Linked DNA regions of Capra hircus: region 1 is linked to region 2. The links are chromatin contacts, called in public Hi-C maps. All regions are on one chromosome and are shown on one strand. The core of a region is the stretch at or near the end of the contact, and the rest is flanking DNA. Distances in the headings are between cores, read along the strand shown. Region 1 holds the start of PRODH2 (probable proline dehydrogenase 2). Region 2 holds the start of UPK1A (uroplakin-1a).

Region 1 (7,553 bases), core at 4,751-7,250, 130 kb before region 2:
TGCAGATCTGACTGGTTCTTTCCATCTTCCCTCGATCTCGTCATCTCTTGTCTGCATCCCTCAGCAAATTCCTCTCACTCTCTCCTTATAGATACCTAGCTTCCCTCTTCGTCCATAATTACTGCTTGTCCGGAGACTGGCTGCCCCAGTTCTAGAGCACCACATGCTTGCCTGACTGAAATGTGGTGGCTTTATTCCACATTCCAGACGGACCAAGCTGGATGGGCTCAAGTTAGGTTAAGAAAAGGAAATCATGGGGAAATGAAGGCTATCGAGTACTGGAAGAAAGTGGAAATACTACCTATCAGAACTTGTGAGAGGCATCAAAAGCAGAATTGGGGGGGAAAAATTTAACCCTTATATACTTATACTAGAAAAGGAGAAAGCTCCAAAGTCATGAGGTGACTATCCTAAGAAACGAATAAATGAACCACAGAATAAACCCAAAGGAAGAAGAAGGAATAAGAAAGCTAAATCAAATAAATAAAAGGAAAAATGCAGATTCTTGTTTAAAAATCCAGAAGTATGGTCTTTGAAACTAACAAAATATACAAATCTGACTACATAGTAAAGAAAATCATTAGGATTATGAATTAAAAAGGTGATAAAACTATGAAAAGGAAGGGTTAAAGATAAAGTAAAAGAAGGATTTTCCTGGTGGTCCAGTGGTTAAGACTCTGTGCTCCCAAGGCAGGGGGCCTGGGTTGAATCCCTGGTCAGGGAACTAGATCCCACATGCCTTAAAAAAAAAAAATCTCGTGTGCTGTAAGGAAAACTGGGGATCCCAGGTGCCGCAACTAACAGCCAGGGCAGCCAAATAAATAAATATGTATTTAAAAAAAATAAACTAAGAGAAAAAATTAAGAGCTTTCAGTCCTAATGGTATTCTGTAGGCTAAAGCAATCTCAAAGACTGCATGAGTGTGTGTGTGTGTGTGTTCATGCACATGTGTGTGCTGGGTGGAGAGCCATGGCCCCCCTCCCCGAGGTAAGGTGTCAGAACCCAAGCACAATGAGAGGGCTGCCTAGTGCAGGCTCTTAGAGCCCTGGGGTAATGCAAAGGGCTAGTACCTGGGACAAGGGAGGCAGTAACAGTGGGAAATCAGTTAAATACAGAGGAATTCATAAAAGAAAATCAATATATTAATGACAGCTGATTTCTCACTATCAGAGAAGGGAACCTGCACGGATCAGATTGCATCATGAACCAAGGATAGTGGTTAATTCATTCCGTGTGCCTGAGGACAGGAAGAAAAAAGAAAAACAAAACTAAACAAAAATGGTCAGGAAAAAGCATGTGCTTATGGGACTGTAAATCAGTACAACCATTTTACCAAACTGGCTGTATCTACTAATTTTGAACACACACATACACATGCGTGCATGCTCAGTCGCCAAGTCATGTCTGACTGTGACCCCATGGACTGTAGCTTATCATGCTCCTCTGTCCATGGGATTCTCCAGGCAAAAATACTGGAGTGGGTTGCCGTCTCCTTTTCCAGGCGATCTTCCTGACCCAGGGATCAAACCCATGTCTCCCTCTTTGGCAGGCAGATTCTTTACTGTTGAGCCACCAGGGAAGCCCATTTAAATTGTATATTCATCCAACAGATACTATGACAATGAAGATAAATGAACTACTGACCAACAACATGGTTGAATCTCACAAACACAATACTGAATCCAAAAGACTCAAAAGAGAATATACTGTATGATTTCAACTCTTTAAAGTTAAAAAGTGAAAACTGATTTATGGCAAAGGTGGTTTCCTTTGGGGAGAGGGAAACAGTGACTTGAAAGGGACCCAAGAAGGGTTTCTAGGGGACTGATAATGTTCCTTGACCTGGGTGCTAGTTACACAGGTGTTGTCACTTTCTGAAATTTATCACACTGAATACTTGTGATTATATGCATATTTCTTTCTCTGTATTATACAACATTAAATTTTTTACAGTATATCTCATAGATGGTATGATTTTTCTGATGTGGTGAACAACCCTTGCTACCATTCTGAAGAAATACTAAATTATATTTGTCATTCTATTTATGATACTGTTTCATTTCAGAAAAAGTATACTTTAAACCACCCCCCCAAATATGCATACATGTGTATTTGTGTTATATTAATTTTAGATAATTATAAACTTTTCTTTGTACCCATATGAATGCTTTTAAAGATATTTTCAAGTTGTTGAGGATGCAGACGCAGTGTTCAGCCTGCCTTGACCCTGGCTTCTCAATGTCTGTTGTTGTTCAGTGGATAAGTCGCGTCTGACTCCTTGCAACCCCATGAACTGCAGCATGCCAGGCTTCCCTGTCCTTCATCACCTCCTGGAACTTGCTCAAACTCATGTCCACTGAGTCAATGATGCCATCCAACTATCTCATCCTCTGTAGCTCCCTTCTCCTCCTGCCCTCAATCTTTCTTAGCATTAGGGTCTTTCCCAATGAGTTAGTTCTTCACATCAGGTGGCCAAATTATTGCAGCTTCAGCTTCAGCATCAGTCCTTCCAATGAATATTCAGGGTTGATTTCCTTTAGGACGGACTGATCTCCTTGCTGTCCAAGGTACTCTCAAGAGTCTTCTCCAACACCACAATTTGAAAGCATTAATTCTGAAAGCATTAATTCCGCGCTCAGCCTACCGCAGCACCCTCCATAATGCGGCAACCAGGAACGTTCAGGCAATTTCCCGAAACTCCCACCAGGGGGCAGTACCGGCCCGTTTGAGAAGAATCAATATACCAGATTGGTTGTGTATTGGGATCTGGAGCTCAGTGTGTGTGTCGTGGAAGAGAATGTCCTCTGCATGTTGTGGTCACTGCGGCCCAATATTAAAGGCGAAGTAGCTGTGTAGGGCATTGAGATGTAGAGGACCGCAGGAACACAGTGTGGGAAGGGATTTTCCTAAAATTGAGGCTGGAGAATAACAGGGAGTGGTAGGAGTTGAGGTTGGTGAGATGGGCAAAGATATATTATGAAGGATTGTAGTTTATCCTCTGGGTGATAGGAAGCCACTGAACAGTTGAAACAACAACAGATGAACAGCATTTATGAGTTGTTTCTACATGCCAGTCTCTTCTAAGTATTCTCTCCCTGAACCATCAGAATCACTCACGAGCTCAGTTGTTCTGTCATCCAGGGTTTATTCACCCTTTTCCTGGTGATATGCAGTCTTCTTTTGGGAAGCATCAGTCAGTGCCCAGGTCCCCTACTTCGGATATATTTTGTACCAAGCCCCGACACTACCTGGAGCTCCACTACTAGGCATAGCTCTCAGAACTGGCCAACCAGAGTGTCTAATTTTCCAAGCCCAGTGATTGGCTTAGGGTTCACCAGGTGGCCCAGTCAGAGCCAATGAGAGGACTCTGAGGACTGGCCTCCCACTTAGAACTCTTGCCCCGCCTCTGAGCTAATATTAAAGCTTCTTTCACTCTCACCCCGAAGTCACCCACAGAAGGACAATCTGGGAGCTTCACTTAAGCTCTTCCAAGGCTACTGGAAGCTTCTGTCTTAGGACAGACCTCAAGGTTAACTACAGATGAGACTTCCCATTTCTCATCCCTCTTGCTCAATAACCCTAAAGAATTCACCCTTAGTTCTGGATTGCCCCATCTTGGGACAGTCTGTACTTTTCACATACGTAAATATCAACATCAGAGGGATAATCTCATCACCATACCCCAGTGCACCCCCCACATCTCTACCCTGGGAGAACTAAATTCTCCTGATTGGTTAACACAATGTCAGAAGTCAGAAAGTGGGTTTTATTTCTCCTGCCAACAGGAAATTCCTCCTATTTCCAAAATAGGAAATAGAAGACAACCGCACACATCACTAGTTAAACTTAAGTGTGGCTCACCTATGCCTAATTTGAGAAAGGAGCAAATTATTTCTCTGTTCAATAATCTCCTTCTATCACCATTAACCTTTGTGATCCACAAATGAAAGCAGCTGATCTGCTGTTTGGTCCTATCTCCTTAAGAATAAGCAAGGGGGTCGGGGGGCGGGGGGGGGGGGGAAGTAAGACCTGCCAGCTGAGAAATAAAAAACAATATCTTCTCTAGGGACTTCCCTGTGATCCAGTGGTTAAAAATCCCCCTGCCTATGCAGGGCACACGAGTTCGGTCCCTGGTCCAGTAAGATCCCACTTGCCGTGGAGCTGCTAAACCCGTGCACCACAGCTACTGAGCCTGTGCTCCGGGACTTGTGAGCCACAACTACGGAAGCCCACACGCCCTAGAGCCCGTGCTCTGCAATGAGAGAAGCCCATGGAAGGAAGAGCAGCCCCTGCTCGCTGACTAGAGAAAAGCCTAGGCAGCACCAAAGACCCAGCACAGCCAAAAATAAATAAAATAAACAACATGAAAGAATCCTGTTACCCTTAAAAGGGTATAAAGAGAATATTATGACAACTCTGTGCCAAGGGCTTTGACAAGTTAGATGAAATGCCAATTCCTTGAAAAATACATAGATATACATATAAGAGCTAACCCAAGATGCAACAGAAAATATGAATAGCCCTATGTTTATTAAAGAAATTGAACTTATTATTAAAATCCTTCCCACAAAGAAAGCTCCAGGACCAGATGGCTTCACTGGTGAAATCTACGAAAGATTAAAGGAAGAAATAACATAGAAGCTTTCAAATTTGACATATAGTTTTATGTGCTGAGATGAGCATAATCCTTCAAAATACATTAAGTAAAAAAAAAGTCAATGTGCAAAGGGACAAATAATATTTTCTCATTTATATATAAAAAGGAGTTATATAGGTGCATTTTTATGCACAAACTATCCTCTCCAAGGATGCCTCATTGCCTTGGAGGCATGAAATTGAGGGACTGAAATTGAGAAGTTGGAGAAAGACTGTTTCACTTCATTTCCTTTTGTGCTATTTCAATTTTAAAATAATTTTAAAAACTGTACATGTAACTAAAAAAAAGTTTAAGGACTTTGCTGGTGGTCCAGTGGCTAAGACTTCGCCCTCCCAATGCAGGAGGCCTGGGTTCCATCCTCGGTCAGGGAACTGGATCCCACATGCCACAGCTAAAGGTCCCAAGGGCTGCAACTAAGACCCGACACAGCCAGATAAATACTAAGCAAACTTCCCCACTTTAATCTTGAGAGTGGGTGGGAGGGAAAATAAGAATATATTTTAAAACCCTTATAATATGAACAACTGTGAATCATTATCAGGTTATGAAAAAAGGGCACAGAAGTCCCCATGAGACCCCACCCGGTTACAGCTCCCCTGATCCCTTTCTGATGTTTGTGATAATGATTTCCTTGCTTGTCTTTTCTTTATAGTTTTACCACCCATGTACGCACCCATCCCCCCACACACTATGTTGCCATTTCATTATCCCTGCTTTCAAGTTTATTGACTAGAATAAGACAGCATGTCCTGTTTGGAGTCTGGGTCCTCTCACACAACATTGTGAGGCTCATCCGTGTGGCTGTACGCATCAGTAGTTTATCCTTTTTTCACTGCTGTATAGTAGTCTGTCATATGAATCTACCACAGTGCGTTTCTCCATTCTCGAGCTGATGGACATTTGGGTAGCTTCCATTTCGGGCTACTGAAAAAAATACTGTTGTGAACATTTCTTCCTGTACATGTTTCCGGAGGTCCATGTTCAGGTTCTCTAGGATATATACTTAATATAGAACAGATAGATTAAAGATTATGTGTATTTGCAAACTACACTCTCTCCCACTTTAAGATGAAGCAGTTGCAACAAGAGATGTTTAATAACTTTCTCAAGATCACAAAGCCACACTGCCTGGCTCCCAGAGCTGACTTAATACCCACTGGCATATGATGGGTGCCTAATAATTGTGAGCTGTTACGCTGAGGGTTATTGAGGTTTTGAGGGGGGCTTTCCTTTCCTGTCCCCATTATTCTGAACTATGTCCCTATAAGTTAATAATTAACTGCCCCTCAAGGAGTCTGTGATCCTAAAGATTTGCCTTTCCCTGGCTACTGTCTGGTTAATCAGTCACTGTCGCTGGCCGGGCAAGGGGCATTGGGTAGACCAGCTGCCTCCAAAGCCCCCTGATCCAGTGTGGAAGTGGTGAAGGGTTCCTGATGCTCCGGATTTGTCGTGTGCTCTGCTCCCGAGCTGGCCCCTCCCCGGGGGGCTGGCAGCCCCTCAGCTTTGATGGTGGGGCCTTCCACCTCAAGGGCACGGGAGAACTGACCCGGGCTTTGCTGGTGCTACGGCTGTGTGCCTGGCCGCCTCTGGTCACCCACGGCCTGGCGGTGAGCAGCGATCCCCGGGGAACTAGCCTAGGAAGTTCCCGGGACCTGGTTCTGAGCCCCTGCTCCCTGTCACCCCAGCTCCAAGCCTGGTCTCAGCGACTCCTGGGCTCCCGGCTCTCGGGTGCGCTTCTCCGAGCATCCATCTACGGGCAGTTTGTGGCTGGTGAGACTGCCGAGGAGGTGAGGGGCTGTGTCCTACAGCTCCAGAACCTAGGACTGCGGCCTCTGCTGGCAGTGCCCACTGAGGAGGAGCCAGACTCGGCTGTCAAGACGGGGTGAGTTAGGGGGGCCCGGACCCAGGGAGGCTGGGAAGCTGGTGGGAAGGGGGCTAGTGGGCTCCCAGCCCTGATGCCTGCCGGCTGGGCAGCGAGGCCTGGTATGAAGGGAACCTCAGCGCGATGCTGCGATGCGTGGACCTGTCACGAGGCCTCCTGGAGACCCCTGACCCGACGGGAACCGCCCTGATGCAGCTGAAGATGACGGCGCTGATGAGCACTCGGCTCTGTGTAAGGGACGGGCCGGGTGGGAGGGCAGGGGCGGCTGCCCACCGGGTCCCCCTCACCGCCCCATCCATCATCCCATTCCAGAAGCAGCTCACCTCGTGGGTCCGAAGGCCAGGGGATTCTTTGGAGCTGAGCCCTGAGAGGCTGGCAGAAGCCATGGACTCTGGACAGGTAAGGACCACAGGCTGGGGGAGAGGAATGGTTGGTGGGGAGTGCAGAGGCGGCAGACACCTGCCAGCGCAATGTTCTAAATATTTAACTATCTCTACTTCCCAGGCTTAGAACTAACAGAATAAATGGGGTTACTGCCCTGGGGCATGGCTGGAGAGTAACCGGAATACGGGTCACCTGGGGATTCTAGGCTAGGGGCCTGGGAGCTGGGAGCTCTTGTAGGATCAATTAAGACAGTAGCTCTTTACCAATAAAAAAGTAACCAATATTTTTTCAATCAACTCGGCTATGCTAGTGTGTGCTAACTAGCTAGGAGCTATGATTAGACCGGCGGGGTTGTGGTTCATTCATTCACTCATTCGTGCTCTCATTTACTCTTTATTTCCGCATCTTATTTCTACCTTCCCCACCATCAGCAATCACTTCACCTTGTATAATATACGTCTCTTTGTTACCATGATGTGGTTTTGCCAAATATATGGTATTTGGGGGCATATTTTTCCAACATTTTATTATGAAAATTTTCAAACATACAGAAAAATCATAAGTATTTTATGGTGAACACCTGCCATTGTTAACATTTAACTACTGTTGCTTTAAAATCATATCCATTCC
Region 2 (7,185 bases), core at 3,973-6,472:
CCTCAACATTCTCCCTTTGTGCTCCTGTATCACACTGAGTTTAATTAACATGTGTTTTTTAGAACCTGGCAGCCCGGGTTTGAGTCTGTCTGGTTCTGTGACCGACCAGCCATGTGACCTCAACTTCCTGTTTCCCTTTCCTTATCGCTAAGAGCTGATCTCCATTATGGGCTGGCTGTGAGGATTAAAGAAGCTTGAAAGTGCTTTGAACAGTGCTAAACAAAAGGTAGTGCTGGTTGATGTTTGCTGTTATTATTATGACTATTGTTGTTATTAAGACTGTGCGTGCCATGGTTCGGAGCAGGGGCTCTGGATCTAGGCTGCCAGGTTTGAGCCCCAGCTCTGTCCCTTACCAACCACATGGGCAAGTGCTGTTCTCTCTTTTGAGGTTTTTCATGTGGAAAATGGCAACAACCAGAGTCCCTCCCTTCTAAGAACCTTCTAGATATCATCCACCAGTGGGCATCATGGAAGCCCTAATTACCTCTGTGGTCAGAGCCCCAGATTCACCCCAGCCCCCCAACACTGCAGACCGTCACCCACCTCAATCATGATGCGATCCCAGAGGCGGGTCAGTTCCCGGCCCTGGTCTGAGTTTGCACTGTAGAAGGTCAGCATCTGCTTGGTGATCAGGGATGGGTTGGACACCATCTGCAGAGGGCCAGGAAGAACAGGGTCCAGCCAGGCTGGGTGGGGAGAGAGCTCGACCTCCACGTCTGGAGACCCTCACTGAACTCCCCCTGCCAGAAGTCACGTCCCTCCCCTGGCCTCCGTGGGACTTACGTAGTCTCGGTGGGTGTAGGACGTGATGCAGGAGGCGCACTCAAAGATGTAGATGATGAGCATGAGTATCAGGTACTGCAGAGAGACGGAGGGAGGGACGGAGGCCAGTGCCATCAGGGCAGAGCCTGTGAGGGCCCACCCCTCAAGGGATGGGTCCATGGACAGAGGTGCAATGTTTTATCTTTTGTGGGTTTTTTTTGGCTGAGCCCTGCAGCTTGCAGGATGTTAGTTCCCTGACCAGGGATCGAACCAGGGGCCGGCAGTGAGGGCACCACTTCCTAACCATTGGACTGCCAGGGAATTCCCAGAAACGCAATTGTTTACAAAAGTATAGGACAATGTGAATGGAGGTCTTCCCTGGTGGCTCAGACGGTAAAGAAAATGCCTGCGATGCAGGAGACCTGGGTTCGATCCCTGGGCTGGGAAGATCCCCTGGAGAAGGGCATGGTAACCCACTTCAGTATTCTCACCTGGAGAATCCTCATGGACAGAGGAGCCTGGGGGCTACAGTCCATAGGGGGCCCAGAGTCTGACAAGACTGAGTGACTAAGCAGACACAACGTGAACGGAAATATCTACATGGTGGATACATACGTGCTGTCTGTGCAAACCTTTCACCCTTTCCGTATGTTTGAAAAGTTTTCAATAAAATGTTAGGAGGAAATGAAATTTAAAAATATGTAAGGTATTCCCTGAAGTTAACTATTAGCTTGGATGCAATCAAATGAATGTCTACTATAGAAAAGAAAAAAATAAAGACACTCCTGAGACATCAGGGACATCTGAACACAGGCTGGGTATTGGAAGATAGATAGGAAGGGAGTGGGGTAAATTTACAGGGTGTGCCCACGGTATAGTGGTTGTGCACCGCCCTCCCCCCCAAAGAAACCCTTTGGTGTTTAATGAAAATTATTTCTCTGACCCTCAGCTGTCCCCTCCCCTTACCCTTAAAGCAACAGAGGGTGGGGTACGGATGTGCCAACTTCACTGCCCAGACGAGATGCTGTGGGCCAGCACACCTGGCTGCTTTAAAACCATGTCCTTATCGCTCAGAGAAATGTACACTCAAGTATTGACAGGGAAGTGACTTGGTGTCTGGAATGCACTTCAAAATACCCCAGGAAAGAAAAATGTGGGCAGGCAGAGGGTGGGGTAGGGGGATGACGTGTGGGGGATATTGTTGAAACCAGGTGATAGGTCCACAAGGTTCATGGTGCCATTCACTCTAGTCTGTTTGAAATTTCTCACGATAATTAAAGAAAAATTCTGTGTCTCGATTAATGACAAACTCACAGGGGAGACACAGACTTTTTTTCTTTTACTAGTTGGGTGGACTTTTAGGACTGGAAAATTGTTGTGCCGGAGAACTAAATGCAGGAAAGAAGAATAAAAGGAAAGGCACGGAAAAGAGTGTTTTCCATGGCTCCATCTTACACATAGCGAAGCCAAAGTCCCTACCAAGGCCTGCAGGTCCACCGGCCAGGCCCACCTCCCCTTGCTCCCCTCATCGCCACGCCCATCCCCCAGTGTTCTCCTGCCCTGTCCGCCCTCAGGTCCTCTCACTACCTCCCCACAATTGGCTCCAGCCCCCACACACGTGGTTCACAGCCCCCTCCACTGCACCCTCCCCCAACCTCGCCTCTGCTTCACTTTACCTGCAAGTTCTCCACTCTCCCTTCCACAGCTCCAGCTCTTCCTTCCCTGGTCACTGTCTCCCCCATCACAGTAGCCCATAGCCAGGGCTTTTGTGGTTTGCTCACTAAATAACCCAGTGCCTAGCACAGGGCTTGGCACATGGTTCTTGCTCAATACACATTTGTGGATTAGGTAAGTAGCTGCTCCTGGGAATCTAAAAAGCCCTCAGATGGGGAGGAAGCCCCATGTTGGCTCTGGGTCAGTAGGGCTGGGATTGGAGTTCCGGCTTTCCCTATCATCTGGTCTGTGGGCCTCTTTGAGCCTCAGTTTCTTCATCTGGTAAATGGGTAGAGAAGCACTCACTTCAGAGGGCCGCTGGTTGGCTTGAAGGCGTTCACTTTCTAAACTGCTTAGCTTCATGTCAGGCCCATGAGAGGTACTTGGGGGAGTGTGGGTTATTGCTGTGGGCAGAGACTAAAAGCCCAGGATCAAGTGCTGATGGACTCAGGTTTAAATCCTGGCTCTGCCACTCACTTGCTGTGCCACCCCAGAGAAGTGGGTTCACTTGTCTGAGCCTCAGTATCAACTCTGTCAAATGGGCTCATGAGGATGAAGATGGAGATGATTATGGCACCTCATGACGGATGGTGAGGCGCAAATGAACTAATCTATGTAAACATGGAGCGCTCATTAAATGGCAGCTGTGCTATCCTTATTGTCATTGTCACCAACAGAGCTCACAAGTGCAGACCCTGGAGACCAACTAGCTGAGGTTCAAGTCCCAGTCCTGCTACTCAAGAGCCATCTTCCTGTGCAGCGCCTTTTCCTTGCCTCCTGTGGGCCCTAGTTTTCCCAGTAAGACGAGAGTAACAGCTGAGCCTAGGTTACTCGTCTATGGACAGATGAGATGACGTGATTGCCAGGAGGCCCCACTGCAGTGCCCCCGGGAAGGCGCACTCGAGGCTTCTGTGTGGTTGGCAATATGACTCTGTGAGGATGACCTCTGTGGCCAGCCTATGCCCATCCCTTCCTCCCGGGGCCTCACCGTGAGGACCATGGAGCGGCGGCGGCAGAGTGCTGCGCCCACACCGAAGCCGGCCGCCACGAAGAAGGCGAAGCCGCAGAAGATGGCGATCCAGGCGCCGGCGAAGACATCATCCTTGCCCGAGACGCCCATCAGTGGGTACACGCGGTACTGGTCGGCGGTCACCCATACCGTTTCCGCAAACAGGGCCAGGCCTGACAGCTGGACAGAACGGCCAGTCAGCAGGGGCTGGGCAGGCGCGGTTGGCTCACCTGCATGAGTCTCTGTGAGCAGGCGCCTTCCCCACTCTGAGCCTCTACTGCCCTCCTGGTAAAGTAGTAACAGTGACAAAGGTCCCCTTCCACGAGCAGGGATGAAGCTGGGCAGGGGACTGAGAGGGAAGGGAGGACCCAGCCAGACCCCTGAACCCCACCTCCACCCCAGCTGCTGAAGACTTCAAGGATATGAGGAGACACTACATGCAAAGCCTGGAGCTCATGGAGATGCTGGGTCTCCTGGAGAGAGTTGCTGTTCCCCGAGGAGAGGAGCCTGGCTGTGGCCAGAACAAATGACAAAGGCATTGACCCTTCAGTCCAGCCGTTCCACTCACGGGAATCGATCCTCCGGACACACCTGCCCATGCAGGAAAGCCGCACACCCACCAGGTTATTCCCTGCAGCACTGCAGGGAATTAAGGAGCCAGGGTGCCACACAACGGGGGGCTCTGCAGTTGTGGGCAGGGGTGGGGAGGCCGGCTGAGGCCTGGGGTGGAGGGGCCTACACACAATGGGAGCAGGAGGATGGGGGAGGCACAGGGCAGGATGCAGAATGAGCAAGAAAAGGGAGAAAACAGGTACAGAGTTTCTGTCTGCTTGTATCTGCTTCAAGGAATATTGGAGAAAATAAAAATCTGGTTACCTCTTGGGATGGGGAAACAGGCAAGAGGAAGACTGCTCGGTGGTACCTTTGCCAACAGTCAGACCAAGGTTCACAGAGTATTTACTGTGTGCACTGATCCCCAGAACTGCTTCCCATGTGATAATCACCATTGTTACCAGCTGTCCTATACTACTGTTGTGATGGCCCGTACCAGTAGCAACATGTGTGCCAGGCTCTGGCCTAAGCACAGATCCGGTAACTCATCTGATCCTCTCAGCATTCCTATTTTATCTCCATCTTACAGATGAGAACGCTAAGGCCTGGAGAGATTACATCACTGGCCCCAGATCCCAGAGTAGCAGGTGATAAAGCTGAGGTTGAACCCAGGCTGTCTGGCTCCACGTGCAGGTATCAGATAACTACAAGACATTGCTGTTACTCATTGCTATGGGCCTCCTGCGCACCCAGCAGGCACATTATGTCCAAAATCATGTTGATGATGACAGCTGGCACTTGTCAAGCACTTTTTCTGATCTGAGGACCATTACTCTGAGGATTAATCGACTCAACAGTGCCCACAGTGAAGACATAATCTATAGATGGGGAAGCAGGCACAGAGAACTCAAGTTGTTTGCTCAAGTTCACACAGCTGGGGAGAGGCAGAGCTGGGATCCAAATCAGGACCCTTCTGACTTGAGAAGCCAGGAGACACGGGCCATTAAGTGGGTCCTGGGCTCTCAGCCGCACCGCGCCCAGGTTCAGGACGACTCCCTCCTCCTCACCTGCCCACTGGGCTCCCAGTGGATGTCTTACCAGAATAATGATGTTGCCCACGACCAGCAGACCCACCACAACTGGAGACCCCTTCTCTGTCGTTGCTGCTGCCACAGAAGCCATAGTCCTGCCTGGGACACATGAGCAGGGATGAGGCTGGGGAGAGGCTAGGAGAGGAGGGTGGGCCTTGCTGGGCAGGACCCACTGCCCCCATTCCACATCCCAGCTGCCAGGTTCTGCTCCCACCTCTCTGCCGGGCCCAGGCTGGTATCCAGTGTGCCCATAACCCTGGCAGTGGGCCATTTTACAGAAGAGGAGGGACTTCCTTGGCAGCCCAGTGGTTAGGACTCTGCGCCCCCACTACAGGGGATGTGGGTTCAATCCCTGGTTGGGGATCTAAGATTCTGCAAGCCGTGGAGCGTGCCATCCCCACCCTCGCAAAAAAAAAAAAAAGAAACCAAGGCTGGGATGGGGCAGTCACTGGGCAGAGCTCAGGGCTGGCCTCCGCATCCAGACCCGCAGGGCCCCCTCCTCACCTTCTCTGCCTGTAGCCTCTCTGGCCAGCCCCTCCCACAGTGGCTCCCTATATACGCCCAGGCCCCTCCTTAGGCCAGTTTCCTGGAGGGGGGAGGGTGTCTGGAGGAGGGGATAGAGGTCAAGCGCGCAGACAAGTATGGGAGAACAGCTTTATGAACCCCTTCCCCCACCCCGCCCCCTGCCAGTGATTTATAGACCTGAAATTCCAGATTATGCTGGCCACATGGGCAGGGTGACATGCGGCGGCCTCTGCTTCTCAGTCCGTTGTGGGGGTGGGGATGGGGACAGGGTGGGGAGGGCGAGTATACCACCTGACTTCTCTCCGCAGGACTAGAGCCTCCCTGGAAGGGGGAGAGATTCAAATGAAATCCACACGCGAGTTCGGAATCCCAGAACTGCCTCCGCGGCTAGGGGCTCCACCTCTCCAGGGCAGTGACCCCGGCCCGCTAGGGCTGCTGGACGAGGCCGGGAGGAGGGAGGAGATGAGGCAAGTGGGAGGGATGCTCCCCTCTGGGGCCGAGGGAGAGTTTGGAAGATTGTGTGTGACGGGATTTTGAGATGAGTGTTCAACGAGCAGGCGGGGAGAGGAGTGTGCAAGAAAAAGGGAAGGCATACTGAATGGACTTCGTTGGATCCCCCCCTCCCCCGGCCCCGCGCCCCATCACCACACACTCTCGCTGACAAAGCAAGGTCACAGCGAGGAGGAGCCATGTTTGGAATTGTCTTCAGTCTGCGGAATGAAAGACCTAGGTTCTGATCCCAGTTCCGCCTACTCCGTGCCGCGCGACCTGGCGTGTGCATTTGCTCATCTGCAGAATGGGTACCATCATATCGCTTTCCTGGGAGGCGGTGGGAACTGAGGGCTGGGATGTCTGCAAAGGAAGTCTTCCCGCCAGTGTGCAGCGGGCGAAGGTGCCTCACCAGCCGCGTTCCAGAGAAGCCCGCGGTCTCTGCCGCCCGATGGCGCCCCCCAGTGGCACACAGGCCCATTCCGCAGGCGAAAGTGGTGGCCTGGACTCGGTCCTCCAGAACTTCTCAATCCCGAGAGCTGGAGCGTTTGCTGGATTTTCTCTCTGGGTTTTGGTTTCCCCGGTGTGTGAAAAATGGGCAAACAAACGCGACTTAAAATCCCATCATCAAGATATTGGCTTGGTGGAACTGTCCTGGTGGTAAAGAATCCACGGCCTTCAATGCAGGGGGTTCAGCTTGCATCTCGGGGTGGCGCTAGTGGTAAAGAATCCGCCTGCCAGTGCAGGAGATGTAAGAACCGCTGGTTCGATTCCTGCGTCAGGAAAACCCTCCGCAGGAGGTCATGGCAACCTATTCCAGTATTCTTGCCTAGAAAATGCATGCCATGGACAGAGGAACCTGGCGGCCTACAGCCCATGGGGTCGCAAAGTCAGAAAGGACTGAAGGGACTTAGCGCGCGTGCACGTAGAACTAAGACCTCACAAGCGCGGCGGGCGGAAAAAAAAAAAAAGATACTAGCTTAGTAATAAGACTCAAGAGATGTTTTCCAGCTAAAACGGATAATGTGATTTTTAGTCAATCCA

What was found. A called contact is a pair of places that touch in the nucleus more often than the background predicts.
Region 1: a Hi-C map of blood shows a contact between it and region 2, with 2.3 times the contacts expected there. The contact joins the promoter of PRODH2 here to the promoter of UPK1A in region 2. A contact is called at or near these places in 3 of 5 Hi-C or Micro-C datasets (blood and liver).

What each region holds. Positions count from the first base shown.
Region 1 is chr18:47,368,798-47,376,350 of ARS1.2, reverse strand. It overlaps PRODH2 (probable proline dehydrogenase 2), which reads left to right and starts at 6,000. Exons shown (of 10, transcript XM_018063368.1): 1 at 6,000-6,264; 2 at 6,343-6,539; 3 at 6,632-6,770; 4 at 6,852-6,938. The coding sequence starts at 6,091.
Region 2 is chr18:47,239,066-47,246,250 of ARS1.2, reverse strand. It overlaps UPK1A (uroplakin-1a), which reads right to left and starts at 5,222. Exons shown (of 7, transcript XM_018063380.1): 1 at 5,135-5,222; 2 at 3,464-3,664; 3 at 784-858; 4 at 544-651. The coding sequence starts at 5,218.